Regions from separate parts of the Danio rerio genome. Here region 2 is linked to region 1. Evidence: chromatin contacts called from public HiChIP or PLAC-seq data. All regions are on one chromosome and are shown on one strand. Each heading gives the region's core, a stretch centred on a gene start, on an enhancer-like site or on the middle of the called end of the contact. The rest is flanking DNA. Distances are from core to core; before and after follow the strand shown. Region 1 holds the start of LOC137496751. Region 2 holds the start of psmd6 (proteasome 26S subunit, non-ATPase 6).

The links. HiChIP or PLAC-seq counts read pairs in DNA pulled down with a chosen protein or histone mark.
Region 2: a contact with region 1 is called in an H3K4me3 HiChIP or PLAC-seq map of gastrula embryo, with 4 times the contacts expected there. The contact joins the promoter of psmd6 here to the promoter of LOC137496751 in region 1. A contact is called at or near these places in 2 of 4 datasets of contacts at active chromatin or transcription factors (embryo and gastrula embryo).

What each region holds. Positions count from the first base shown.
Region 1 is chr11:21,357,713-21,362,232 of GRCz12tu, forward strand. LOC137496751 reads right to left here and starts at 1,980. Exons shown (of 8, transcript XM_073916658.1): 1 at 459-1,980. The coding sequence starts at 705.
Region 2 is chr11:21,591,810-21,595,867 of GRCz12tu, forward strand. psmd6 (proteasome 26S subunit, non-ATPase 6) reads left to right here and starts at 2,643. Exons shown (of 8, transcript NM_200291.1): 1 at 2,643-2,875. The coding sequence starts at 2,740. It overlaps slc2a9l1 (solute carrier family 2 member 9, like 1), which reads right to left and starts at 1,716. Exons shown (of 12, transcript NM_001166117.1): 1 at 1,685-1,716; 2 at 1,233-1,328. The coding sequence starts at 1,708.

The sequences.
Region 1 (4,520 bases), core at 730-3,229:
TACTGGATTGAGACCAGAAAGGCTGATGAATCAGGGATTAAAAGGGGACAGTCGGGGCTTAGCAACCAGGGGGGTTATGTCCCCCTCACTTTTAGAGACAGACCATTTAGAAACAGCTGGTTAATAATTATATGAACGTAAACTTTTAGATCTTATTCAGCTGTCACACACTTTTAAAATGTCTGCTACGGCCCTGGGGACAGTGCATGAGTGAGTGGGTGTGCATCATTGGAGTAGGCCAAAGTCTTAATTCAGGTCACCTTACCTCACAAATTTTTCTCATCCCATTGATCCCAAAGCTAGTTAAACCCCCATTATTGATTATTTATCAGGTTTGTTTTATATGTAACGTCTTTTCTGTCATTTATACGTTTATTTTAACTCCCCAATAGCCTTTCTTTCCTCTGTTTTTATCGTTTTAAACCTTAGACAGCTAGAGTGTTTGCTGACAGTCTCACCGGTTGTTTTCTCCACATAAACAGCAGAGGGCTCTGCAAGTGCTGTACTGGCATCTGAAGCCGCAGTCCATTGCTCGTCCAGCCAGGGACAGAAGTTTCTACAGAAGTCGATGTTTTCCAGCATTGCGGCCGCTTCTCCTTTCTCTCCTTCACCACACACAGGTGCTGTTGCTGCCATTGCGTGGACAGCCACAGGCTGTGTCGTTTCACTCATAAAGTCTTCGAGTTCACTCATGTGTTTTCTCATAAAGTAAGTCAACAGATAATCGTAAATCAGAAGATTTGGTCAAACTCTGTTAACGCGTTTAAATAATGATCTGACTGTAGCTTGGATAATCTCTGAATTGTAAATGGAATTTAGAACGTGCGCTTATGTGGTTGTACAGAGTGACGTCACTTATGGAATGTTTCGAACAGCTCTCAGCACCGCATGTTTTTTTTTTAAATATTACTTATATTACATAACTAGGATTGTTTTTGGCTCATTTTTATTTGTATGTATTTTCAATTAATGGTCTGAAATAAATAGATAACAGTCCCCGTCATGGTCTGCCTAAAAATCAGATATTAAATAAAAGATAGCTAGACGCTTCATGGTACGCTTCGGTCAGTTGCTCCGATACTTAAAGGCGGCTGCCATCCGTGCGCTATAAACAGACGCAAGTGAATGGAGGAGCTGCCGTTTTCTCGGATGTAAAAAACAATAACGTTTAAATTTATCAACGGATTATAAGTTTATGGTGTGAAAAAACTACAGTTACCTATAAGTAACGCTCAAACTTGTAATGTATATGTAAAGGTATAAGAGTATTATTAATAAATGTATCTCTTTTATCAAAAGTAGTTCTGGAATTGTATTCTTTTTTTATATTATTATTATTATTATTATTTACAGTTTCATAACAGTTAACAAAAAAAAAACAGTTTATAAAAAGTAACGAATCACACATTATTTCAATAAAAAAAATTCAATAATGTAGAATAAAATAATACATTATATCTAGGAAAATAATTAATAAGAGCAAATAGAATATGAAATAGTATGTGTGTGCTATGTATAATCATATCTATAATTTGAGGATGAATAATACTAATACGCCATTGCGCATCCGGTTTGAAAATTAGTGAGGGCGGAGTTCATAAAAAAATGCTGTGTTGATTTCAATTAATGTATAGTTTTAAATTAATGCAAAACTTTTATGTACATTGTTTTATTTTTTATCATTTTATTTTTTGCTTTGACAATTTTAATCAATAAGTTTAGGTTTATGAACGACAAATGACAGGTGCTCCAAGTAGTTTATGAAACATTAATGAATATTTATGAAATTGACCAGCATTGCTGAATTTTTAGCATAGCAAGATCATGCTTATTCAAATTTAGTTCCTTCATTGATAAATGCAGAAACCTTGCAAATTAACAGTTTAGTTGTTTGTATTTTGTTTAATAATAATATCAAAGGCAAAATATTTTAAGTTTTCCAGCATGACTTCTAGTGATCATACAAGGCGTTACGTGATCGAGCGGGTGCGCTCGCCTGCTTAAACCAATGGGCTTTAACACACCTCATTTGAAAGGATCAAGAATGAATGGAATGTCTCATGGAATAAAAAACTTGATGAGGAGAATCGTCAGTTCAAAGTTGAATGTACAGTTAATGCGTTTATTTTGCCACAAGTCAGCACAATGCCATTCTGCTTGATTTGTAATTGGACAATTGGAGTTGTAAACAGTGGAAATGTGAAACTCCACTATGAAACTAAACACGGTTATTTTGGACGACATTACGTTATCCACGAAATAGTTAAAGATATAAGGACAGCAAAACTACTACACCTTAGGTTTTTATTACACACTTTTTGTATTTTTCACTTTTTTGGAGAGGCATTGTGTCTGACATTGCATCTTTTTTATTTTATTTTTTTTTAATTAACAACGAAAACAAAATTATGCAGTATTATACAAAAATATATGCCCGAGTGTACATAAAAATATTCAGTAATTAAAAATTTTATATTCCTTAAGAACATTACAAGTCTTCTTTGCTTTTTTATTAACAATGTTCTCCAAACGTGCAGAAGTCCTTAGTCTCTTGAAGGAAGTGAACTAAATTTGGCTTTGATCCAGTCCGTTTTTTATGTAAATGAAACTTTCCCATAATAATATAAAGTTGTACTAGAAAGCTATTTTTTACATGTATTGACACAATAAATGCACATATTTGTTTTCCTTCTAAGAACATTTTCCACATCCACCCTGGAAATCCTTGTGTATATACAATCACAAAACACATTAACATTAGATTCCTTTTCCATGCAACAAAAATCACAGGAATAATCAATATCCAAATTAATCTAAAACCTCTGAGACATGCAATCTCTGCTTGCATTATCATGGCTGTATACTGATACCATTTGTCTTACTAAAAATGTACAAAACACTTATATTAGTGGTTTTGCCACATTTATATTGCATTTAATGTGTTTTGAATGCAAATGCCACTTGGCTTAAATAAATAGTATTGAATTGTGGTGCATGTTATGGATGTTTATTAAAAACAAGTTATGTAATGTCAATTGTTCTGAACATATAAAAAAAATATAAAAAATTAATTGAATGTAGACATTAAGAACCCCTGGCCTGTAACATATACCAGCCAGTGTTTTAATTTCTGTTGTTCTAGATCTATTATTATGCTACAGTTTTGAAAGAGTTTGTCACATAGTTTCATCTGTTACAGAAAAGGCCTAATATCATGACAATATAGCAATAATATTTTTGTCAGTTTAACAAGTGTAATATTGCTATGAAAAAATCTTCCTGAAAAATTACAAAATAAGTGAATATATTCTGTAATACAGAAAATCTAATCCCAACCTCCCTATTCCCAATTTATTAATGTTCAAATTACTTTAATAACGCTGTCAGTATTACTATTAAAAACTCTTAGCCTACTATTTCTATTGAAGTTCAACTTTAAAACTGATTCTACTGCCGACCTGTATTGCAAAGAAGTAAAATGTTTTATGTTGTTTGTTACTTTTAGGGATCACTTCAAGTATTAGTTTAAGATATCAAAGTTGCAGCGAGTACAGTACTTTAATTTCTCAAGGGAACTACATCAAGTCTCAGGTCATTCAGACACAAAGTACTGGCTTTAAATAAACAAACTTACTTGCTGAAATCTGAAAGTCATCATGTAGCATACAGTTTTTTTTTTTAATATATATTTTATTTTAACACATTGTTTTAACGCGTAACTTTATTTTGCTTTTAATCTTATATAGTTAATTGTACATATCAAGCATTTTTTGTTTTTAAAACATGTCTAATAGATGTCTAAACATAGCTGTCTTGGCTACAACAAGGCAAAATTTGGGCTGTCAGTGAAAATCTAATAGACATCTAAGAATAGGCCAAAACTAGACATCAAATAAACAGAAATTAATGACTAGACTACACATATAAAGTCTGTTTATTTGACGACTAGTCTAGTTTTGGGCTAATCTTAGATGTCCATTAGATTTTTACTGCCATTTCAAGTTTAGCCTTGTTTTATCCAAGCTGTATCCGTTTTGATGTCTATTAGACGTCTATTACAGTTTTTTACAATCGTTTTGCCACGAATTTCAGAACTCTGGTGTCAATTTTCAAAACTCTAGACACAAAATTCACAACCATTGCCAAACTGCACATTTTTGCAAAACTCTTAACTCTTTTTTTCAAATGCTTGGATACAATACACACAAGTCAAAGAAACTTTGTTCATTAAACTAAGATCGCCTTTTCAATATAACACAATTAAACATCAAATTTATCCCATTTCAAAATGCAACTCAAACATTACATTTAAAATAACTGTGTATTTATTTACTTAACATGATGGTATATGATCAACTGAGACAAGCACTCAAAATGATAAATAATTGTTGCATTACTCTTGATGTGTGGAAACTGATGTACGATATTATATGTTTAGATGATAAAAGTTTCAGGATAGATCAAATGACATCAGTTTCCACAAAATATGCCCCAACTGGATAACATTATCTATAGATTTA
Region 2 (4,058 bases), core at 1,393-3,892, 230 kb after region 1:
ACTTACTATAGGTATTATAATGAATTGGCAATATCAAAATTCTGTGTTCTGGTCAGGCTTTATTTTACAGAGCCCTCAATCCTTGTAAGATGACCTCTCCTCCCACCCTTAATATTTTCCAACTTGATCATAAAAATAAATATTTAAAATAGTTTTACAATGAATGCATACACTGTTTTTAATCATTATTTTATCTGAAAGTCAGCATTTTAGTCTGGCAAAACAGTTTTGAGGTTATTGTTTGTAAACTGGTCTCTCACTCTGATAAATAGTGATCTTTTACACGGTAACATTTTGAATATCAAGATTTGTTCAGTCTTTTTGGTAATGAAGAATTTGTATGTACATTGTTATTTTTAATATTGTAGTTTGATCTACGTGGGGGTGGGGTATTGTTATTGGAGTACATTTAAACGTAAATTTTAATTAACTTTTTGGTGAAATGCTGAGTGAAATTGTTTGGTTTGTTTGTGTTGCTATTGAATATTCAACTAAAATATAGCTATATACACATATTTGATTGTAAGTAGAATAAAAGTCTCTTGCAGGTGACTCTTTTTCTGTCAAATCAAAATCAAATCAAATCAGTTCAATTCTAATAACTATTACATTGCGTGATTCGTGGCCGTTTTTGCCTTATTTAAGCTTTAATTACATTGTAATGCTTCTTTTGATGTTGAATTGTTTAACAAAGTGACTTATATGGGCATTTTTAAGTCTTTCAAAGTAATTTTTTGGTGATTTTTCAGATTTATTTCAATATGTATTTTTATTATTTTCTAATGTATTGCAACAAACTACTAAAACGTCACTTTAATAAACTGTAAAGTCATTGCATGGCAGGACGTTTGCTTGTGAACGTGCCTGATTATGCAACTAACCCAGCCAGCAAGCACATGTTAATTATTCATTCATTCATTTTCTTTTCGGCTTAGTCCTTTTATTAATCATAAGTTGAATGAACCACCATCTTATCTAGCATATGTTTTTAGCTGCAACCCAACACTGGAAAACACCCATACACTCATTCACACACATACGCTGCGACCAATTTAGCTTATTCAGTTCACCTGTACCACATGTCTTTGGACTGTGGGGGAAACCAGAGCATAAGGCATGTTAATTATTATTATGTAATTAGATCTATCTCACAAGGATCCAGTAAAATAAAGTGAAACCTGATTTCTTAGCATAATAATTGGGATAGATTGAGCAGAAACGCAGGTGCGTACCGGAGTAGGAGAGCTGATGGATGTCAGATGAAATCCATTCTGAAATGATCCACCGAACCCCAAAACAATGATTAAGACCACTGCTTTCCCACCAGCCTAAAAAAAATCCTCATTAATAATGTACTCAACAACACTTTAGACATTTCACTTTATCTCCAGAGCTAGAACAGAGGGATTTTCTTTCTCTCTCTCTGATGCAGAGGCACACTGAGTAAATGAGTACACTTTAGTTAAGAGTTCTGTGCTTTGTTGAAAGAAATAAGAAATTATATAGTTCACAAAAATGTATTAATAAATGTGTTATTAAATGTATCATTTTTTCACTTCGTTTAGCATTTATGATTGTTTTGTTTTTAAATTGAGACAATAATTCTGATCCATCTATAATATTTCTGATTTCATCAAGTTTTAAAAGTCTGGCAAAAGAATTCTGAAGTCAAATAAATTCTTACCAGCTGCTTCAGGAGTCTCGTCATGTTTATCCTCTTGGTTGTGTCATGAAGCTCCTCTGCTTTTCTCCAGTTTATACACTGTCATGTCTGTTAGGCATTCTGGGGAGGATTTGGATTAATTTTTGACTCCTGAATGACTTGTCACTTTTTGTCTCATCTACATTTTCTGACATAAAATATTGTATACTCATCCTCCACTTCTTCCAAACCTGTTTGAGTTTCTTTCCTTTGTTAAACAGAAATATATATATATATATATAATTTGAAGAATGTGAGACCTGTAACCATTGCATACCTGGCTGTCAATATTGGGATGTAAAAATACGAGTGACAACCCTACCCCCCCCCCCCCCCCCTTAGTTTTTTTCGTTTGATTACATTTAATAACAGAGTTGTCAGTTTAAAAATGCATACATCTAACATTATAATGAAAGCATTCAATTGCTTTCCTAACTTTTTATGCTCATTTAAGAATAAATGTGTTGTGTTTAAAAGAAAACCCACCAAGGGTTTCCATCCCCTCGCAGTTCTGCGCTATGGTTTGCGTATAGGGAGGATCGGCTCTTTATTGTTTATTGCCGTCCTTCATAGAAAAAATTGAAAATACTGGAGAAATTACGATAAAAAATCTTTACAGGATGATAGCGGAATAGAATTGTAAAATACGGGAGAATCCTGGGAAAAAGGGAGGGTTTACAGATATGAACCATTGACTTTAATGGTATGGTTTTTTTTTTGTCTTGTTTTTCAACATTCTTCAAAATGTGTTATTTTGTGCTCAATCAAAAAAACAACTCAAGGAGTGAACTATCCCTTTAAATGAGTAGTTGCGATATGACACATAACCAGACGAGGGCGGCGTTGTTATTTTTGCTGCGTAGTTCAACATTGCTCGACTCTCTTTTCTCTGCGTCGTTTTGTCTCTCAGGCGGAAATGAATTGACACATTTTTTTGTTTAGATTCCCCATAGTCATCGTTGCCTCTAGTTTACCATCATCACTCCCAACCATAACAGATTCCCGTCCCTCTTTAGATTTCACTAAACTCTGCAGAAATGCCTTTGGAGAACTTGGAGGAAGAGGGTTTACCTAAAAACCCCAATCTGAGGATCGCTCAGCTGAAGTTTCTGCTCACTCACAGACAAGATGCTCAGGTTAAAAGCGAGCTAATGGACGCCATCAAACTCAACAGTGAGTTCTCCTTATAACATTATTTTTCTTTATAAATACTTATTAACAGGGTTTCTGGGCTGCTACTTTGTATTCAGCTGTTTATGCACGAGCGCTGTCATTTTCACGCCGTTTGATGTGTATTTAGCCGGCAGGCTGAGCAAAGTAACGTTAGCATGTTAGGTCAATGGCTGCTAATAGATTTGACACATTTTAACGAGTTTTTTTTCTTTTTTGACGCTTTTAAATCGTTATTTATGTTTATTGCTGCATTAGTCAACCGCGTCCTGTTTTTACACTTTATACATATATTTTTCAGTTTTCTACATAATGTTCTGTATTTGTCAAGCGTTTGCCACAAAAAGGAAATTGAATTAGCTTGATTGGGAACGTTATATTTATATATTTACCGAGTGTTAACGTCACTTCACAACACCCCAAAATTGTATGATGTAGTCAAACATTATGATTAAGATGCTATCATGTTAACCTGCTAATAAATAGTTTTACTTTAACTTGCATCAATTTTAACGTTACATCTTTATAAAGCGTGACAGTTTGCCGCAATCTGGAGTTAAGCGCGTTATACACGTAACTACTTTACAAACAGGTGTTTTTATTTTATTCAGAGAGCCTTTAATATGATACTTTTCATCAAAGCGACCCCATTAAAATGTTAAATGCATCTTGTGTCCTGTTGAAAGACCTAGTTTTTACTTTGACGAATTAATATTAGCAATTTGTCCAAAATATTATTTGATAAATATTTAGTTTGCTTTTGTTTGTTTTATAATGTTATTTTTTGGACATTTTTTTGATCCAGTTTTGTTATTTGCTTTAATCTTATTGATTTTCTCTTATTGATTTTTAATCAATCAAACATCAGTTTAATTGTACATTTTAATGTAACTTGTATAATTTGTTTTAATGTTTTATTTTGTATTAAGTTTTTAATCATTTATTTTAGCCAGTTTATTTTTCTGTTATCAAGCTTTTTTATTTGTTTGTTTTAGGTAGATATTAAATTAAAAATAAATAACTTAATACACTTGCTAAACAAACTAAACTGACATTAAATAATTTAGAAATAATATGACTGATATTTGTTCAATGTAAATTTTAAATGAAAATATTTTATCAAAATATCAGGGTGGGGGTCCCTTAGATGAAGATAATCATATTTTGAGGTTTGTGGCTGCAATTT